2 separate regions of the Hordeum vulgare genome follow, and region 1 is linked to region 2. Evidence: chromatin contacts called from public Hi-C data. All regions are on one chromosome and are shown on one strand. The core of a region is the stretch at or near the end of the contact, and the rest is flanking DNA. Distances in the headings are between cores, read along the strand shown. Region 1 holds the start of LOC123426528 (F-box protein At5g50450). Region 2 has its middle 230 kb from the start of LOC123426527.

Region 1 (4,325 bases), core at 1,200-3,699, 330 kb before region 2:
ATGGACTGAAATGGCCTCTTTCTTCTTCGTCACGAGATGGGCCGAAGCAGACGGGGGCGATAACTGCTATAGAGTATAAGGGGAGCGTCGCGGTTGCAGACGCACGCGCAAACCGTCGTGCTGCAGCCTGCAGGGCGTATTCAACTTCAGGGCGATTTATTTCCCGTGTCGCGTTTCAGTTGCTCTCACTGCCATTTCTGTGACAGGGTTGGCAGGTGGGCACCAGGAAACAAGGGAAACTGCAGAACTTTCGACGTCACATTTCACATCTCCACGAAACATTGTACTCCCGCTGTATTAGTCTGATTTTTTTTAGGTTAATACTAAAAATTTTCCTTCATAAAAACAATCCGCAAGTAACCAGACTCGGCTAAACTCACCTTTACCGCAGCGACCATGTACAGAGGAGGTTCGGAAAAAGACCAATGGAAAAAAAAAGGAAAGAACTGGCCAGAAACGGGTGGTAGGACACGGCGGCGATTACAGCGCCGGAGCGGCCACGGCGACGGCATTGGGGTTGGGGTTAGCGTTGGCGCCGTCGAGCCACCGGTCCATGGGCGTGCACTCGGCCTTGTGCGCCATCTTCCAGTGCAGCGCCTGGCACGCGCGCGAGCAGTAGTTCACCACGCCGCACACGGAGCACCGCCGGAACTCGTGCCGCCGCGTCTCCGGCCGACCGCACAGCGCGTGCGAGCACAGCCGCAGGCCCCCGCCGTCGTCCGCTGGTGCTGGTGCTGCTGCTGGGCTGCTGCTCTCGCCGCCCAGCGGCCGCGACGCGAACCACTCGACGAGGAACCGGTTGGCGGCATGCGCCTCGCCGGCCGCGGCGACCGCGGCGCGGCACCCGAAGTCGCTGAGCAGGCACGAGTGCCTCCGCGAGGCCTTGCCGCTGCTGGCCGCCGCGCGGAGCAGCGAGGCCGACGTGGTGACCGCGGCGGCGAGTTCCCGCGCGTTCGCCTGGATGAGGAGGCGGCGCCCGTCGAGCAAGGAGCGGCGCACGCCGTAGCCGTCCTGGAGGCAGTGGCCGAGCTCGCGGAGCGCGTCGACGTGGCCGAGCGACGCCGCGCGCGCGCACAGCGCAGCGCCCGCCCGGAGGTCGCGGTCGTCCTTGCTGCCACCGCTGCCGTTGAACTGGATGACGGCCAGCGAGTAGAGCGCCTCCCGGTGGCCACCCACCGCCGCCGCAGCCATCAGCGCTGCTCCCGACCCCCGGCTCCCCAGGCAGTAGAAGCGGATCTATAGCGCACCAAAAACAATGGAAACATGGGTGAGTCAGTTACGATCGCCAAGCACAAAGGAAACATGGGTGAGTCAGTTACGATGGCCATGGTTCTTACCATGCCAAGAAGGTAGCATGCGTCGAGGTTGCCGGCGTCGGCGCAGCGCTGCAGGAAGCGGTGGGCGGAGTCCGACCAGCTTTTGGCCCGGACGGCGAGGCACCGCGGCGACACCTTGGCAAGAACAACCTTGCTCTGGCCCAACTCCCTGAATCTCTTGCACCTGCACGCACATCCCCGTAAGAACTCCATCTCCATCCCAGCGACAATCACGAATCGCATTCATCCATCGTAATACTACAAGAAAGCAGAGGAAACAGGGACGTACGTCATGGTGGCGCCGGCGAGGTCGGCCGGCGAGCGGGCGGACGCGGCGACATCAGCAAGTATGGACAGCAAGAGGTCATCCGGCAGGTCCTCGAACATGTCTCCGACGGCAGCGGCAGCGGCAGCACACCCCGCCGCCTCCATGGCCGTCCTCCGCCTCTTCCGGCGGTGCATCTCCGGCTCCTCTGCCGCCGGCTCATGGCAGGAGTAGCAGGCGCCACGCCTCGTCTTCATGCCGCCTGCCCCCGTTCCACGATGCGGCGTCCGTGTTACGTCGTTGCGGGCGGCGAGCTGTTGCAAGTCTTGGACGGTTGCGGGGAGAAAGAGAAGAGAAGAGAAGAGAGATGGTGTGTCCGTAATGGCGAGAATGGGAGAGGATAGGAGTTATATATAGTCCTAGGAGGGAGCAGGGGGTGCGTGGCTGGCTACACAAGGAAGGAGGATGCCCTCCGTTCCGTTCCGTTGCAACGGAGTGGTCAACAGGGACGCTGACCGGAAGGAGGGAAGGGGGGTTGCTTGGGGGGGAGCACGCTTGGATGCAAAGCCTCTCCTCCCTTTCTTGATCCTCCCACCCTCCCTTCTCTCTCCTCAGCTTTTTCTTGATTTCTCCTCCTCCCAAATTTCGGTTTCTGGTGTTTTTGTTAAGGGTGGTGAGGTGGTGGGGGCTGGCCTTGCCCATTCATGATTGTGGTTAGTGTGTGCATCCTCTCTTTGGCAGCCTTTGCTTTGCATGCCGCCTTTGCTTGGCTTGGGTTGTTTGCTTCATTTGTTGCTGCCTTTGTTTCTCACTCACTTGGGGCTCCCTGTTTCTTTCTCTTCTTCTTTCTTCCCATGGGGATGGATGTACTACATACATGATACAAGGTAGGTTGGTGACATGACATGGTGGATATATCTTGCTGGATTATACATAGATGGTTTTGGCGTTTTAAATGGCGACATGTTATGCCTTGTCAATTGGAGTTGGCAGGCACAACCACATTTTCGCTTCACATATCTTGCATTGGCATTGCTACCGATTCAAGTTTTGCCTAGCTAGCTAATTTTGGTCTTGTCTCTATAAAGCCTATCAGCGATGTTTTTGGTCTCAAGGGACCGGGGGTTGCTTCCTTTGCGTTGAAAATGCTGGATGGATGGATTTAACCACCCTGCTTGCTTCTCCATGCCACATTGCTTTCAGCGGATCTTTTCTTGGAGATACAACTTATTTCACATGTTTGCAAACATGAAAATGCCTCTGTCTTGTCTTTTTTGGTCTGGATGTAATGGCTACATTAATTATGTGATTTTCGGTACTGCTGGACACGAAAAAGGTAACCATTTACGGTGAGATTGCAGAATCATGGACGGATGGAATGTGCACCGGGCCTGCCTTATTGGTACACCTCATTTAGAATCGCGTGTTTAAAACCGAAATGTTGATTAACTTCCCCCTCCGGAAGTCATTACTACTACTACAGTATTTGCTTTCTATATAAAAATATATGAAAAATGGCAAGTAAAACAGCAATCCTGGAAGCACGTGATTATGTCTTGCAGGACTTTGCGATAACAGTCTTGCTTGCGCAAAGTGTATCAGTTATATATTGTGTTAAGCAACAACTTTTCCATGCCTGCGCTAGCTGTTTTCCGTGCGACACACACGGCCGGGGGAACGTGCTTCCATACTATAGCAAGAGAAGCTAGATCCTCATCCTAACCTCAACCAAAGGGTGATAAAAACGTGGTCAAGGCTAATTAACCACCAGAAGAAGATATTATTGTTGTCGACGAATTGCTTTTTTTTTTTTCCTTTTACATTGGCCGGGTTAACCCAGCCTTGCAAGAAAAGGAAAGCAATGACATGGGAAGGAGACGAAAGGTAAACCAACTGGTGGATTGGATTGGAAGATGGCGCCTGGAAAAACTAGCGGCCAAGTGAGGAGTTGGCGGTTACGCTTGCAGGGTTCTAATCACAGGACGGCATTTTGGACACGGCTAAACGGATCGGTAAAAACGGCACTAACTAATAATTAACCGTCTTGGACCAGAGATTAACGGCCCAAATCGGCCATGCCTAAGCTAAGCTGGTGCCGTGTTAATGGAGTGGCCGAGCGAGGCCTTCTTTTCTAGCCTCGCATTGCTTGCCGCTCCATCCATATAGCTGTTGGCTGTAGCTCCTCCCTGATATTTTGCCTCTGCCTTGCGTGGCGTCCTCAGGTTTTACGCCTCCCAATTTTACTCTCATTGTGTCCAATGGATTTAGGCGACCTGCTTTTTTAGCTACTACTACTGGCTACTGGTAGCAGGCTTCCAGAACGGACACATGACCGCGGCAACTTGTCATCATTTTGTTCGCACCACAGGTTTCATTGGTTAGTCCACATGTTTTTTTTAAAATCGGAAGTAAAAGATTTTGGTTCACCTATTAATTAAGAAAAAAGTATAGTTTGTTACATGAGTCATACCTTACATGGCATGGCATGAATGACTCACACACAATAATATTTTCTAATTTCTTCGTCCCAGCGGTGATCTAAAGGTTGGTCTCGTAGTCAATGCTGTTTAGAATGATGATAGAAGGGGCGTTCTTGTGTCTCAAGGTAGGTGCATTCCTCTTGTTCCACACGGTCCATAATACGAGCATGATGAGAAAGGTCATAGCCTTCCTATTAGAGACTCCGACGCCGGTCCTGTTCGGCCACCACTTCTCAATCGAATCTTGAAGATGCCACGTAGAGG
Region 2 (4,634 bases), core at 923-3,422:
ATAACGCACTTTCACTCCTAAATCCAAACACATCGTAAGGGAAATGCTAATGGTCTACCAGCTGATCGCGCAAAGAGTTCTGCCACCACGCGGTTGTTGGATTATCCTTGATCCACATGTCCTAAGTAGGCACGCATACCGTTTATCTTATCAACAACGATGTTGCAAACCACGTCAGCGAACGACAACGAAAACTTAGACAAGCCTTTTGCAACATGAGCTTTGATGTAAAAAAGTTGCAACAAAACCTTAGTTGCAAAAAATATCTGCGACAAAAACTCTCTTGCAAAAAAAATCCCCGTAACACACCCTATGTTATAAAAGAAATCTTGTAGCATAACATATGTTACAAAAGAATCTGAACCATAATTTTTATTGTTAATGTTTCTACAACAAGACCTTGTTATAGAATAGAGAAATTCGTCAAGCAGCTAAATTGTGCCGTATCTAACGCCAATTCGCTGGAGGACGCCCGCTTGAGGTGACGGATCTTTTAAAAAAATTCGTCGACCGACGTGTAGCATCCCCTTTTTCTAAACACTTATCTTTCGTCATGCTTAAAACGCATGCACATTGCTTTGGATCTAAGATCCAATAAATTGAAGCTCGTATTATAATACAGACCCCCTGAATACGCAATGACCTCAAGGGCTATGGGTTGCTCGTACTGACAAATACTATGTGTCACCCAAATATTCTGGTTGCACCAAACATTTTATGTTGTTTTTATAGGGCTTTAAATTGTTTTGCACCAGTTTTTTAGGGTTTCTTATATTTTTGAAGGATTTCCTTTGGGTATTACTTGCTTTCCTTTTTTCTTTGGTTTTGATTGGTCTCCTCTTTTGTTCTTTGGTTCAGTGATTTTCTTTTGGTTTTTCTTTTTTTTTCTCTTTTTACACATGTCTAATTTTTCATACACGTTGAGCATTTTCTATATATATTTATATGCATTGAACGTTTTGAAATATGTGATCCACATTTATTTCTAATATATGTTTGGATGTCTATTTATATGCATACACATTGTACATTCTTGGGATAGATATAAAACAGTTTTTATAGACACTTATCATTTCGAATATATGTGTTTTTACAAAAAAAATAGTATATGTCAAAATTAAATTAAAATACACATTGAAACATTATTTAATGACTCGAAACATTATCAAGCTATGCAAACAGTTTTTTAAATTCTATATACATATTTAAATGAAAAAAATATGTTTTTTAAACACGTGGATATTTTTTAAAATGTAGCCTTTTTATTGAATGGTCCATTGTAATTACATGAATATATTTTTTACATTTTATAAAGACTTTAGTAATGTCACATAAATTGGTTTTAAACTATTGAATTTTTTAATGCTATGATTTTAAAAATAAATATTAACAACATGTTTTAAAGTAGAATTTTTAGGATGTCAACAGATTTGAATATGGAGTTCTTAAAGTTTCTAAAGTAATTCATATACTTTTATAATATATGTATTTACATGGTATTCTAAACCTGAGCAAAAATCTTTACCTAATAATAAAGAGGCTATCGCTTCCGTTGGAAAACCCACCGAGGTGATTTTAAAAAAAGCCCTTACTGTTTATGACATTAAACTCGTAGTATATATTAAATGATTTTTAAAATACTCATATCTTTTAAACCGTAACTCCAAATTTAACATATTATATATGGAATTTGATTAGAAAAATATGTAGAATTTAAATATGATATTATTTTATCTGTTAAACGTTTAATAAAAATACTATCTACGGTGCAATCTTAATAAATAAGTCATTATTTGTCTTTTTTTCATACCGGTACTCATCCGGGTTGGGGATGAACATGTCAACAAAATCAGGATTAGAGATGAAACTGAAGGTCACTTGACTGATTCTTTGTACGTACTAAATCTACATGCAAGCCGTGTTAAAATAGAAGACCTCTGAAATTTTAAACTGCATTTTTGTAGGATAAGACGATCTTTATTTGTGTTGTAACTACAAATTCTGAGATTATAGATCATTTTTTATAAATTAAGAGCGTGTGGTATTTCTTTCTTCCGTTACAACGCATGAGCCCTTTTGCTATATAATAAAAATAGAGAAAAACGACTAACATGTAGGAAGCTAATTGGTCCGGGCCGTGTGGACGCTCAGGGTAGGCGCGAGTCCCTGATCTGTCATACATAGCCGTGCCCCTCGGTGGCCTAGACAAAGAGAAAATGGAAAGAACCACGTACAGGGCCGACCCGAATTTTAAATAGATTAGAACATGTATAATGGTTGATCACTGCACACGGCCATCAAACCTCACACAAACACAGCAGAGATGTACAACTGATCACTCAACCACACAGTTGGATAAAGCCAACCATACATAGCCAAAGTTTGTAATCTGGATGATGCTTTTCCAATGAGTTGCGCTGCCCGAGCGAATTCTGAACTGCATCGGGCGATAGCTTGACCTCATCGTAAAGTAAGCTAACAAACAACTAATCATGTATGGAAACAGAGTAGGATTTCTCAGTAAGCCTAGCCACAAACCAACAGGCATTGATGTGGCAAGCATTGTCCGGTTATACTTGACACTTGACAGCCTCCTAATTTATCTACAAGGGTTGGTGAGGCACTTATGCATTTTCGGGCATAATTAACATGTACTGGTGGCGGTCGGATAAGACCAATCGATGTGGATTGCATTTGCGCGGGCGAGTTTGGTGCGGTAGATGGGGTTGCCTTTTTTCCAGATCGTTTTCGGTGTGAATGAACGCCTTGTATTTAAACTCGTTTTGTCAAGGCTAATATGGGCCATGGTAAGCAAAAAGCTAGTAGTAATAATACTAGTAGTAGGGTTTTTGGTGGTTGGAATTGCAGAAGGGCACAACTGAGAAAAAGTCAAGGCAATCATACATGCGTCTCCATAGATGGTCTAATGCTACGCTGGATTTGCGGCAGTTTGACGTCGAGTTGAAAGAGTCACGAGGCAAGGAAGAATTGAAAGAGTCATCGACGGAACATATATATATACTACAAAATAAAAGACCTATCTTGCTGTTAAGAAAGGTGCTGATCGAATAAAATCCATTTTCCTCATGAAAAGGTAGGTGTATGGCACTCCGGCCTTAATGTTTTTTTATGACAATTTCAGTCACAAGCGAATGATAAATTTCAATGACATATGGTAAATTTTTGTCAAAAATAAATTGAAGCATGAAAGTTCAAAATTACCATGTGTTTGTACAGGGCCGGTCCTGATAATTCGGAAGCCCGGGGTGAACAAATTGGAGGCCCTTAATATATAAGTAATATAATATACTAGCAAAAGAGTCTGCGCGTTGCAACGGAAGAGAAAATAACACACGCTCTAAACGTAATATATTTTCACATGGCATCACATTTGTGTTGCCGACGATAGCTTTAGTGCTCACACAACGAAAACGCGTTTGAATGTACAATCACTCGAAATAAGATAAGAAATATGTTGTTTCTCCCCACGAGGTTTTCCAAAAGTGTGCATGTGTTGTTAACGATGTTTTTTTTCCTCTCAATTTGGTTTTAATTTAATGGATGTTTATTGAAATTCGTATCATCGTCGGAAAGAGAGAGAAAAAAGAACTGTGCACTACAGATTAAGTTTGCACCAAAAATAATATTTAAGAAGTATTCAACAGCTAAAAATAACATCACATTTAGATTCTACACCTTTTTTTAATCAAATTTCATATATAACATGTCAAAATCGGAGTTACGGTTTAAAAGATATGGATAATTTTGTTTTAGATAAAATATGGATTGATTAACTGAAAAGTTAGGGTTTTTTTGTTAAAATCCGGACTGCGGGTTGATTATCTGAAACATTTCGGGGTTTTTGGAAAAATGCAAAAAAACAATTCGTTTTCTGACTTAAATCCGGACTGCGGGTTGATTACCTGAAACATCAGGGTTTTTTTAAAAAAATGCAAAAAACTATTCGTTTTCTGACTTAAATCCGGACTGCGGGTTGATTTCATGAAATGTCGGGGGCTTTTTTGCAAAAACGCCATGACGGACGGCTAAAGCGCTGCGTGCTTTATTATTAGGGAGAGATGTATAAGTAAGTATATATAAATTATTATCAGTAACACTTGGATGCAATCAAAATCAACCCTAAACCTATCAAATAATTTGTACGTATTACCGTAAAAAAATCTAACCTTCCTCGACGCAAAGTCACTTATCATGGGATCGATGTCAAACTCAACCAATAATTTTTCTCGATGCATAATGCAGACAAACCATTTAACCTCTCTTGAGTCATTGTTGATCTCAAATAATTCTTTAATAACTTCAACTTTGAAAGTTTCTTTCGGCATATGCGACCTTCACAAACACAATAAGTAAGATGTGATAGGCAATGGAGATACTAGGTAATATCTCATAGCTATTTGTTCCACTTGTTCATGTTATTAATATGCTCGATGATATTTTCACGTTCTTTAAGCTTCTCACTAATATGCCTTCAACGTCCCAATCCATCATGTGCTAAGGAACTTCGAATCCTATTGGTGCTAGACTTGAAGATCTTAAGTAAAAAAACTTTGTTGACATCTTTTGAATAAACTAGCCATTTCCTATCATGTTTCTCTCCATTGCTTAACTTT

Evidence for each region. A called contact is a pair of places that touch in the nucleus more often than the background predicts.
Region 1: a contact with region 2 is called in a Hi-C map of seedling, with 4 times the contacts expected there. The contact joins the promoter of LOC123426528 here to the enhancer-like site in region 2. A contact is called at or near these places in 3 of 6 Hi-C or Micro-C datasets (leaf and seedling) and 1 of 1 datasets of contacts at active chromatin or transcription factors (embryo).

What each region holds. Positions count from the first base shown.
Region 1 is chr2H:430,140,630-430,144,954 of MorexV3_pseudomolecules_assembly, reverse strand. It overlaps LOC123426528 (F-box protein At5g50450), which reads right to left and starts at 2,449. Exons shown (of 3, transcript XM_045110369.1): 1 at 1,606-2,449; 2 at 1,338-1,500; 3 at 271-1,236. The coding sequence starts at 1,838. The coding sequence ends at 481.
Region 2 is chr2H:429,806,854-429,811,487 of MorexV3_pseudomolecules_assembly, reverse strand. No RefSeq gene overlaps it. Among protein-coding and RNA genes, the nearest start is that of LOC123426527, 230 kb to the right of the region's middle. Within about 2 kb of position 2,172, at least 2 of the 3 cell types and tissues checked have open chromatin away from gene starts, as enhancers often do. A contact at or near this core is called in leaf and seedling, where this site is marked.